Linked DNA regions of Mus musculus: region 1 is linked to region 2. Evidence: chromatin contacts called from public HiCAR-type data. All regions are on one chromosome and are shown on one strand. The core of a region is the stretch at or near the end of the contact, and the rest is flanking DNA. Distances in the headings are between cores, read along the strand shown. Region 1 holds the start of Ntan1 (N-terminal Asn amidase). Region 2 holds the start of 2610020C07Rik (RIKEN cDNA 2610020C07 gene).

The links. HiCAR-type assays count read pairs that join an accessible place to other places.
Region 1: a HiCAR-type map of astrocytes shows a contact between it and region 2, with 8 times the contacts expected there. The contact joins the promoter of Ntan1 here to the promoter of 2610020C07Rik in region 2. A contact is called at or near these places in 1 of 39 promoter capture datasets (cranial neural crest) and 4 of 115 datasets of contacts at active chromatin or transcription factors (astrocytes, embryonic forebrain, pro-B cells and 1 more).

The regions. Positions count from the first base shown.
Region 1 is chr16:13,817,995-13,822,631 of GRCm38.p6, forward strand. Ntan1 (N-terminal Asn amidase) reads left to right here and starts at 1,257. Exons shown (of 10, transcript NM_010946.4): 1 at 1,257-1,442. The coding sequence starts at 1,362.
Region 2 is chr16:11,201,951-11,206,421 of GRCm38.p6, forward strand. 2610020C07Rik (RIKEN cDNA 2610020C07 gene) reads left to right here and starts at 1,433. Exons shown (of 3, transcript NR_038156.1): 1 at 1,433-1,797. Rsl1d1 (ribosomal L1 domain containing 1) reads right to left here and starts at 1,342. Exons shown (of 9, transcript NM_025546.2): 1 at 1,201-1,342; 2 at 368-507. The coding sequence starts at 1,305.

The DNA.
Region 1 (4,637 bases), core at 7-2,506, 2.6 Mb after region 2:
TCCCTCTCCCTCTCCCCTCTCCCCTCTCCCCTCTCCCCTCTCCCCTCTCCCCTCTCTCTCTCCTCTCTCCTCTCTCCCTCCCAAGTGCTGGGATTAAAGGCATGCGCCACCACTCCACCACTGCCCGACTGTATTTCTTTATCTCATGCTAGTCTCCATAACATTAACCACGCGGAGAAAACAAGATTTATTCCAAGCAGCTCCTCAATAGCTGAGGAGTTAAATGATCTGTTAACCTCTTAAGATAATCTGGCTACCTCCCACCCATGACCCCAATTCTTATCGTCAGGTTCTTTGGGCTTCGTGTGTTTTCATGATCTTGCTCCAGACTCTTTCCTCATTGCTCCAGTTCATCCTCCTAGCCTATCTGAAACTTATGAAATATAAAGCTCCGGGATAATGCGGTGGGCGGGCCCATGTCAAGGTATCCCCCTGAGGAATCACACCTTGAGACAGATCAAATATAAAGATGAAATGAATAGGGATATAGAAAGGGGCAGAAGCGGAGGACAAAGAGAGGGAAGAGAGGCTGCCTGAGAACACATGGGAATAGAGAGTGAAAGAACTGGGGTAGTGACTCCTCTGTATGCTGGTGCTGCTGTCACACTTGCCTTGCACCTGGCGGGCAGCGGGCAATGACACAAGCTGTTGCTGGGTAGCTCTTGGCCTGAGCCTGGTGGAATTGTACACCAATAGAAACTCCCGCTCTCCTTCCCTGTGGTCCCTGCGTCAGACCCCAAGCCCCTCCTACTTCTCTTCTGCCCAGCTGCAGGCTGTAGGCACCTTCATTAACCAATCCGGGATAACTGGGGGGTGGGGGGTGAGGGGGAGGAGTTATATAACAAAAGCAGGTATATGTGAGGACCCTGTTTCTTCCGCGCTTACGCCCCCGCGGTGCTAGCTGGGGCCGCAATTCTCGGGTTCCCCACGCCTTCTGCACTACGTCTGCCAGCTGAAAGGGACGTTGACTGAATAAACTTTTGCGAATCAACTCGGCCGAGGCAGGGGTCAGGGCTGGGTGACGCAAAGCGCGAGGCTACCCTCGAGGTTCTCCTTTCCGCGTCCTTAATGCTCAAGTCTCTGCGACTACAGCTGCTGGCACCAGCCAGGAGGGACACGGGTAGTGAGTGGACGCCGACAAAGTTTGGACTACATCTCCCGTGATGCCTTGCAGCCCAAGGGCTATTCCGTCTCCTCGATCTCTTCGGGCTGCTCCACGTCCGCCTGGACTACACATCCGGGCCGAGTCCGCGGTGGGCGCGGCGCCCACGGTGGGCGTGGCATGCCCCGAGGCGGGGCGAAGCGGAGCGGGGCGGGGCGGGGCGGTGGCCACCTAACTCGGCCTGGCGGCGGCCTAGACGATGCCACTGCTGGTGGATGGGCAGCGCGTCCGTCTGCCACGGTCCGCTGTGGAGCTGGTCCGGGCGCACCCGCCTCTGGAGGTGAGCGACCTACCCGGGCTTTCGGGGCGGATGGGAACTCCGCAGCCCGGCCGCCGACGCGCTTTCACTAGGGACCTGGTGAGACGAGGCCCAGAGAGGTTAAGGTGACTTACGGAAGGTCGCACAGCGCGTACACAGCGCGAGGACACTCGGCGGGCTCTGCAAGTCGGGGCGCTCGTGCGGATCCCCGCATTACCCAGCTGCAGAAAGGTGTGGGCGGGGGTCCCAGTTCTTTGCGCGCTCATTCCTGCCCCCCAGGGCGTAGAGGGGCGCGGATTATTTTTTAGCTAGAAATAAGGGATTCGTTTGGAAGTTGCTGGGTCCGGGAGGACTGCTCCCTGATGGAGTCTTGTTCTTTCCTTGTGGGGACTTCTGAAAGAGGGCTCATAGTGAAGGCAGTGATGACCAAGTATCCCACATACTAATTTGGACTCAGCCCGTCCATGGATCTCACATAGTACAGTCTAGGACGGGACCTGTTTCCTAATCAGTTATAGCCTTGAAGGAAAGATGCCCACGTTCCCTCTGAGAGGTGAAGCACTGCGTCTCTGTGGAGTTTGTGGTTCTGTCTGCTTACTTGCTTTGTCTTCCCCTGGATCTGCTTCCTGGAGCAAATGCTTCCTGAAAGCAGATGGCATTGTGCTAACCGAATATTTGTTGGGTAAGTGAATGGGCAGAATGACCCCTGAGAACTACGGGACAGGGAGACTGACTGTTAATTTGAATTTCAAGACAGCCTGATCCTAATACTGGCTCCTACAAATCGGGCTAGGCACTGTACACTGTGTCGATGAAGCCAGAAATAACACAAGAAAAGTTCCAGCACTTCAAGGATTTAGGAGCCTCTCTCCTGTGTCTGAAACTTGTAGTTTTAGTGGCCACGCAGCACATTACATGAGGCAGAGACGAGGTGATGTAGGGTGGTGTCTCCGGAAGCAAGGGTTTGGTTTATTTAGGGAGACGCAGCCCAGAAAGGATGCAGAGTGGAGAGTTGGTTTTCAAGAGCAGGGAAGTGGGGCCAAGGAGGCCCCCAGTGAGGAGGGCAAAGAGGGCTGCACATAGAGGCCAGGGGAACAGTTGGAGTGAGGACTTCAGGCCCACTTGCCTTAGGGGATGATGTGAAGGCTCCGTAGAGGAAAGTAGAAAATCAGGTCCTTGGTCACAACCATTCTTCTAAGTTTTGGTTCAATTTTGTTTTTGAGACAGGATTTCTCTGTGGAGCCTTGGCTGTCCTGAACTTGTTCCGTAGACCATTCTGGCCTCAAACTCTGAGATCTACCTGCCTCTGCCTCCCCTACTTTATTTATATGCTAGGCAATCTTCTGTTTAAAAAGATTTGGGATAGGGTCTGTGTTGCTCTGGAGTCTCACTGTAGGCTGGCGTCTGGCTCTAAGAGCTCTTCTCTCTCCTTCATCCCACATGCTGGCGTTAAAGATGTGCACTAGCACATGCTGATCTTTCTGTACTTATCTGTGTGAATGTATGCGCACATAGGTGAGTGTGTATGTGTGTGCACAGGGAGGCCAGAAGGTGGCATCAAGCACCTGTCTCTCCACTGTGTGTAATTCCTTTGAGTCACGGTCTCTCCCTGAATATGTGTCTTAGCTAGGCTGGGATGGAGCAAGCCCTAGCCATCCTCTTGCCTCACGCACCTCAGAGTTGGGGTTACAGTCATGTGTGGGAGTCTTGGCTTGTGAGTGCTGGGACCCCACTTCTGGTAGGTTTCCCACAGCAGTTTTAACTACTGCAGCATCCTCTCTGTGTGAGCCCTGTCCTCCTTTTCTATTTCAGAGAGACAAGCTGACCGTGAATGCCTTGAGACCTCTTACTTCAGTGATACTGTGATTAGAGTTATTATCCAATGTGCCCATCATGATACATTAAAAAAAATTATTCTCAGCTGGGCGTGGTGGCGCACGCCTTTAATTTCAGCACTCAGGAGGAAGAGGCAGGCGGATTTCTGAAGTTTGAGGCCAGCCTGGTCTGCAAAGTGAGTTCCAGGACAGCCAGGGCTATACAGAGAAACCCTGTCTGGAAAAACCAAAAAGAAAAAAAAAGTTATAAGAAAATTATTCTCTTATTTATTCTCTTATATATTATTACATCCTGACTGCAGTTCCCCTCTCCACTCATGATCTACTTTTTGAATGACAGCATACTATATATTGTCTTGTTTAGTTTGGTTTGGTTTTTCTGATACAGTTTCACTCTATAGCCCAGGCTGGCCTTCCACACACTCATGTATGCCTCAGCCTTGTAAGTTCTAGGATTGCAAGTGTAAACTATAAACTACCATGGCTGGCTTATTCCTCTGTGCCCTGTCCGTTCCTTTCTCTTTCTTTCTTCCTCCTTCTCTTTTTTCTTTTCTCTTCTTTTCTTTTCTTTTCTTTTCTTTTCTTTTCTTTTCTTTTCTTTTCTCTTCTCTCTTCTCTTTTCTCTTTTCTCTTCTTGTCTTTCTCTTCTTTCTTCCTCTCCTTTCTCTCCTTCCTTCCTTTCTTTTTCTTTTTCTGGGGGTAGTGGTGGTCATGGTGGTGGTAGTGTGAGACAGGGTTTCTCTTTGTATCCCTGGCTGTCCTGGAACACAGAGATATGCCTACCTCTGCCTCCCAAATTCTAGGATTAAAGGCTTGCACCGCCATGCCTGGCTCCCTGTATTTCTTTCTTGTGTTCTATGAGTACACGGCCCCAGTGGGTCATAAGCCTGATTAGTACCCCTCCCCGTTTCCTGCAGTTACACTTCCTTGGGCAACCCCAGCCTGAACATTTTAGATGGAAAATTCCAGAACACTTAACTGTCGTGTGCATGTCTCCCAGTCCTCCCTTCTTTCATGAGAGGTCTCACTGTAGCTCCAGCTGATCACCAACTCATGATCTTCGAAGCCTCACAGGCAGATGCCACCATGCTGGCTAGGAAGTTTGAAACACCTTTCATCATAGCTTGTTGTTAGGGCAATCCCATATTGCTACTGTTAAACTCCTTCCCCAGTATGTCTGGGTTTACTGCTGTCTGATTTTAGGCACCCATTGGTCAACCACAGTAGAAGGCCCCATGCTGTGAGAGTATCTTTGCTCTTATTTACTAGGTTGAGGGCTGTGAGATCAGACACAGTGTGGTGGTTTAAGTGAGACTGGCCCACATAGGCTCATATGTTTGAGCTCCTAGTAAAACTATTTGGGAATGAATAGGAGGTGTGC
Region 2 (4,471 bases), core at 183-2,682:
AACCTCTTATCTCTGCAGTCTAGGTGGTCTGACATCCTCTTTTGGCTTCTGCAAGCACTGGACACATGTGGCCCACATTCTTACACTCACACTCTGAGTTTTAAAAATTAAAGGGGGTGGGCGGCTGGAGAGATGGCTCAGCGGTTAAGAGCACTGACTGCCCTTCCAGAGATCCTGTGTTCAATTCCTAGCAACCACATGGTGGCTCACAACCATCTGTAATGAGGTCTGATGCCCTCTTCTGGTGTGTTTGAAGACAGCAACAGTATACTCACATACATAAAATAAATAAATGTTAAAAAAAAAAAACAGCCAAAAAACAAAAAAATCCAACCAAACAACTCTCAAGAGATAAATAATTACTTACACTTTGACCCGAAGTTCTTTCTCTGGAATTTTCCATAATATCACCATTAAAAATAAATTTTCGCTCCCACTCAACAGCAATTCATTATTGTTTTTTTTGGACTTTGAGCGATTAGATATTACTTCCACTGCCTTTCTAATCTGCAGAGACAGAGAATAAGTTAATTTTCTCAATCTATGTTAATTGCTCCCACACAGACATATCTGCTTCCTTTGCTCCTTTGGGGGGCGGGGGGCGTTTCAAGAGAGGGTTTTCCTATATAGCTCTGGCCAACCTGGAATACTTAGTCCAGGCTGGCGTCGAATTCAAAAGATTCGCCTGTCTCCCGTGTGCTGGGATTAAAGGCGTGCGCCACAAAGCCTGGCGCTCCTCTTTCTATTGGGCAAATTTCATCAGCGTATCGGGATATTACAATTTGTACCCATTGCAATGTAAGAACCCGTCTAAAACATCTAAGGACTTGCTTCCAAAATCTGTTTACAGGTTGTCCTTTCTACGTAAGAGGACTATTCGGAAGCTTCTCCTGCCCTCTATGAGAAAGGAAGCGGTCAGGAAAGGCGCGTTGGCCCTGCTACCAACACTTTGTGCACGGACACATGACCTGTGATGCTGCAGAACCGAGCGCAGAAGCCCGCTTTCCACAGGAGGCAAACAGGCCAGAAGTGTGAGAAGAGCGAGCCCGCTGGGTGCGTTCCCAGAGGCCAGCCTCGAGCTCCGGAGAGCCCACGCGGTCGCGGGCCCACTTCATTTCCAGCCTCTCGCCCCACACCCTGCGCCGAACGCGGGTCCTAACCACCCTGCTTCCCGAATCGTCGTCCCCAAAAGCCACTCGCCTGCTCTCTGTCCAGCTGTAAAAGAGCGGTCGGGGTCACTTGCACGTCGGTGGTGGTCGCCTCAGCGACCGAGGCACTGGGAGATTCGGACGCAGAGCCCTTCATGTCGCCTCGTGTGGAAGGCCTGTAGAAGTCAGAGCTCATGCGCAGCCCGGAGGCCCGGAACCGGAAAGCAGTCAGTAACACTGCGAGGGGGAGGGGTATCACGTCATTTCCGGCGAGGCGCGAAATTAGATGTTGGGCCCGCCCTCTTGGGTAGATGGTGTTGCGGTCGTAGACTGTGCCCAGAGTTATTCTAGCGGCAGCATCTCCTTTGCCTCCGACTCTTTCTAAGGCTGCAGGCCTGAAAAACCCTGTCGCTCCTTCCGGAGGACACCGAGCGAGCGCCCTAAGGAGAGACTAAAGCCCTCTCTTCAATCCCGTGCTGTCTTCTGCAGAGCGGGAAGCCGTGGCTCCTCCATTCCTTTCTGGCTTCAGGCGTCGGTTTCCCCAAATTGGTGGTATTCCCAGGAAATAAAGAGAAACTGCCAACGCTAGGCGCGGGATGCTGCGCGAGAAACGAAAAAATGAGTCGGTCTCTCAGGAGCTTCGGCCCAGGTAAGACCTTGCGTGAGTGTGAAGGGATAACTTTAGTGTAGGAGAGAATACGCCAGAACGTCCTATGAGTAGTTGCCAAGCATGCCCACTGTGGTGACCGTGCCCAATACCCCGTATTCGAGGTTGTTCTCAGTCAGTTCAGGGAGCTCTCAATAGTACCACCAGTTTTTATTTTCGATTAGTTCGAGACAGAGCCTCTATTGAGACAGAGTATTATTGAGACAGGGTCTCTATTATTGAGACAGGGTCTCTATTATGGCAATTCTGGCTATTCTGGAACTCTATATAGACAGGTCTGACCTCGAACTCACTGAGATCCTCCTGCTTCAGGTTTCAGAGTGCTAGGATTAAAAGCATCCACCAATACGCCCCCACTTAAGTCAAACTCTTCCTATATCACCCAGGGTTACCCGAGTGAGCCTCCTCCTCTACGTCTCAGATGCTAGATTTACAAGAGTGAGCGAGTCCCCTGCCCCCACCTTGTACCGGCACAGTTACATAATTTATTTAGAAATTTTTATGTGAATGTTAAGGATAGTGACAGGTTCAGCTAGCTGTGTGGGAATAAAATGCTCTCCATTGTCAGATGTCTTCCAAAAGTGCTCCTGTGAAGGGACCATGCTCTGCTAGTGTCTGTTGAGGGAGGACCTTGTCCTAATTTAACTTGTAGAATACAAGTCCTTGGCACCTGCTTCTACTTGGCTATTTAGAATCTAGTATAAGATGGACTTTTAACATATTGCAGTGACTTGCTACACTGGGCTTGAGGTATGCAGGCTAACACACTCCAAAGAGCATTGGTGGTCTTAGGTGTTCTCTTGCCTGTATTCAAGTTTGAGAACCAGACGTTTTTGGTTTTTCGAGACAGGGTTTCTCTGTGTAACAGCCCTGGCTGCCCTGGATCTCACTTTGTAGGCCAGGCTGACCTTTAGCTCACAGGAATCTGCCTGCCTCTGCCTCCCAGTGCTGGGAGTAGGGCTTTTTTATTTTATGTATATGTTTTACTTGCCTGTGTATCTGTACACCACATGTGGGAAGTGCTAGTGTAGATCCTCTTAGAACTAGAATTACAGATGGTTGGAAACCACCGTGCGAATGCTGAGAATCAAACTGTAGTCTTCTGGAAGAGCAAGCAGTACTCTTGACACCATCTCTCCAGCCCCAAGCACCAGACTTTTGAGCCAAGGAAATTCCATGAATTCAGATGATAGATCCTTGAGGCGATTGGAAACAGTAAGTGTCTAGAGCCAAAGAATTGCAAAATTGAAGAAATAGGCTTTTAAAACTGACAGGGGGCCTAGTTACCAAACTTCACTTACATTCTGGGCTACAGAACAATACTCTCATCTCAGTGTCATTTCTGAAATTAGACTTATGATTACTGTTAGGCGTGTAATTTTTGTCTTTACAACTCCCTCTCATTCACTCATTTGTAAGGTGGCCCTCCCTAGAGAGAGGGAAGCCAGATGCTATGCTGTGAGACTACGTGGGCAGCCAGCTAGTAACCACATGCATGAAGGTGGAAGGAAAGCCTTCTTTGTAGACACAAGAGAGACTCCAAGTCAGAGCCCTTTAGCTGTGCTGCTCCTAGCTTTCTCATAAAACACAAATAAGCCTTTGCTAATTTTAGCTGCCGTTCTCTATCAATAGGTATTTGATAGAAATTTATAGCCCTCCCACTCACATATTCAACTGTATAATTAATATTTGAACTTTTGTACCTCCCATTCACCATTTTTACCATGATCTCATATGATGCCCTCAGCTTGCCCTTGTATTTCCTTTCTCAGTATTGAATACTTCTAAGACAAAGAGAGTTATTTGTAAGTCTTTTCTCTTCATCCCTCAGTTTGATGAATAATAGTCTGCAGTGTGGGCTTGGCGGCTCACATCCCTAACACCAACACTCAGAATTATAGGATTAAGGATTTCAACGTAAGCCTTAGCCACCTGGCACGGTTAAGGCCGGTCTAAGCAACATGAGACCATTTCAAAATAAAGCCTTGGAGATACATGGAAACCTAGATAATCCACAAATTCCTGAGCATGAATTACTGGACAAATGGGCAATACTAATAATTATTAATAAGATTTAAAAATGAAGAAAAAGGAACAGATTTGGAAGCTATTGGAATGAGTTCTTTTTTTTTTTAATTTTTTTTTTTAATTTTTTTTTTATTAGGTATTTTCCTCGTTTACATTTTCAATGCTATCCCAAAGGTCCCCCATACCCACCCCCCGGAATGAGTTCTTTGGTGGGATGACTCAGTGGGTCCAGATACCTGCCATCAGACCTGTAACCTGAGTTTGATTCAAAGAATCTACATCATGAATAGAGAAATCAGACCCCTGCAAGTTGCCCTCAGATTTCCACATGTGAGTTCTGGCCCATGAGCCATGGCACAGATGTGCCCACGTGAATGCATACACACAAGAAAATGCAATTAAGAAACAATTTTAAAAATACTCTTTTTCACTATTTCAAGCTTAAAGTTCCAGTGCTATATCTAAGTAATTCTGGGATGTGGAGAAAGATGTTTCTGAGAAAAAAAGAAAGCTTAAACATCATCTGCATAAGGATGGTTACAGCTGTGGAAGTAGATGAGAAATAGAGAGCCAAAACAGAGCCATCAAGAAATCTTTAATTGTGGATTAGAAGAGAAGAGAGTTAAGG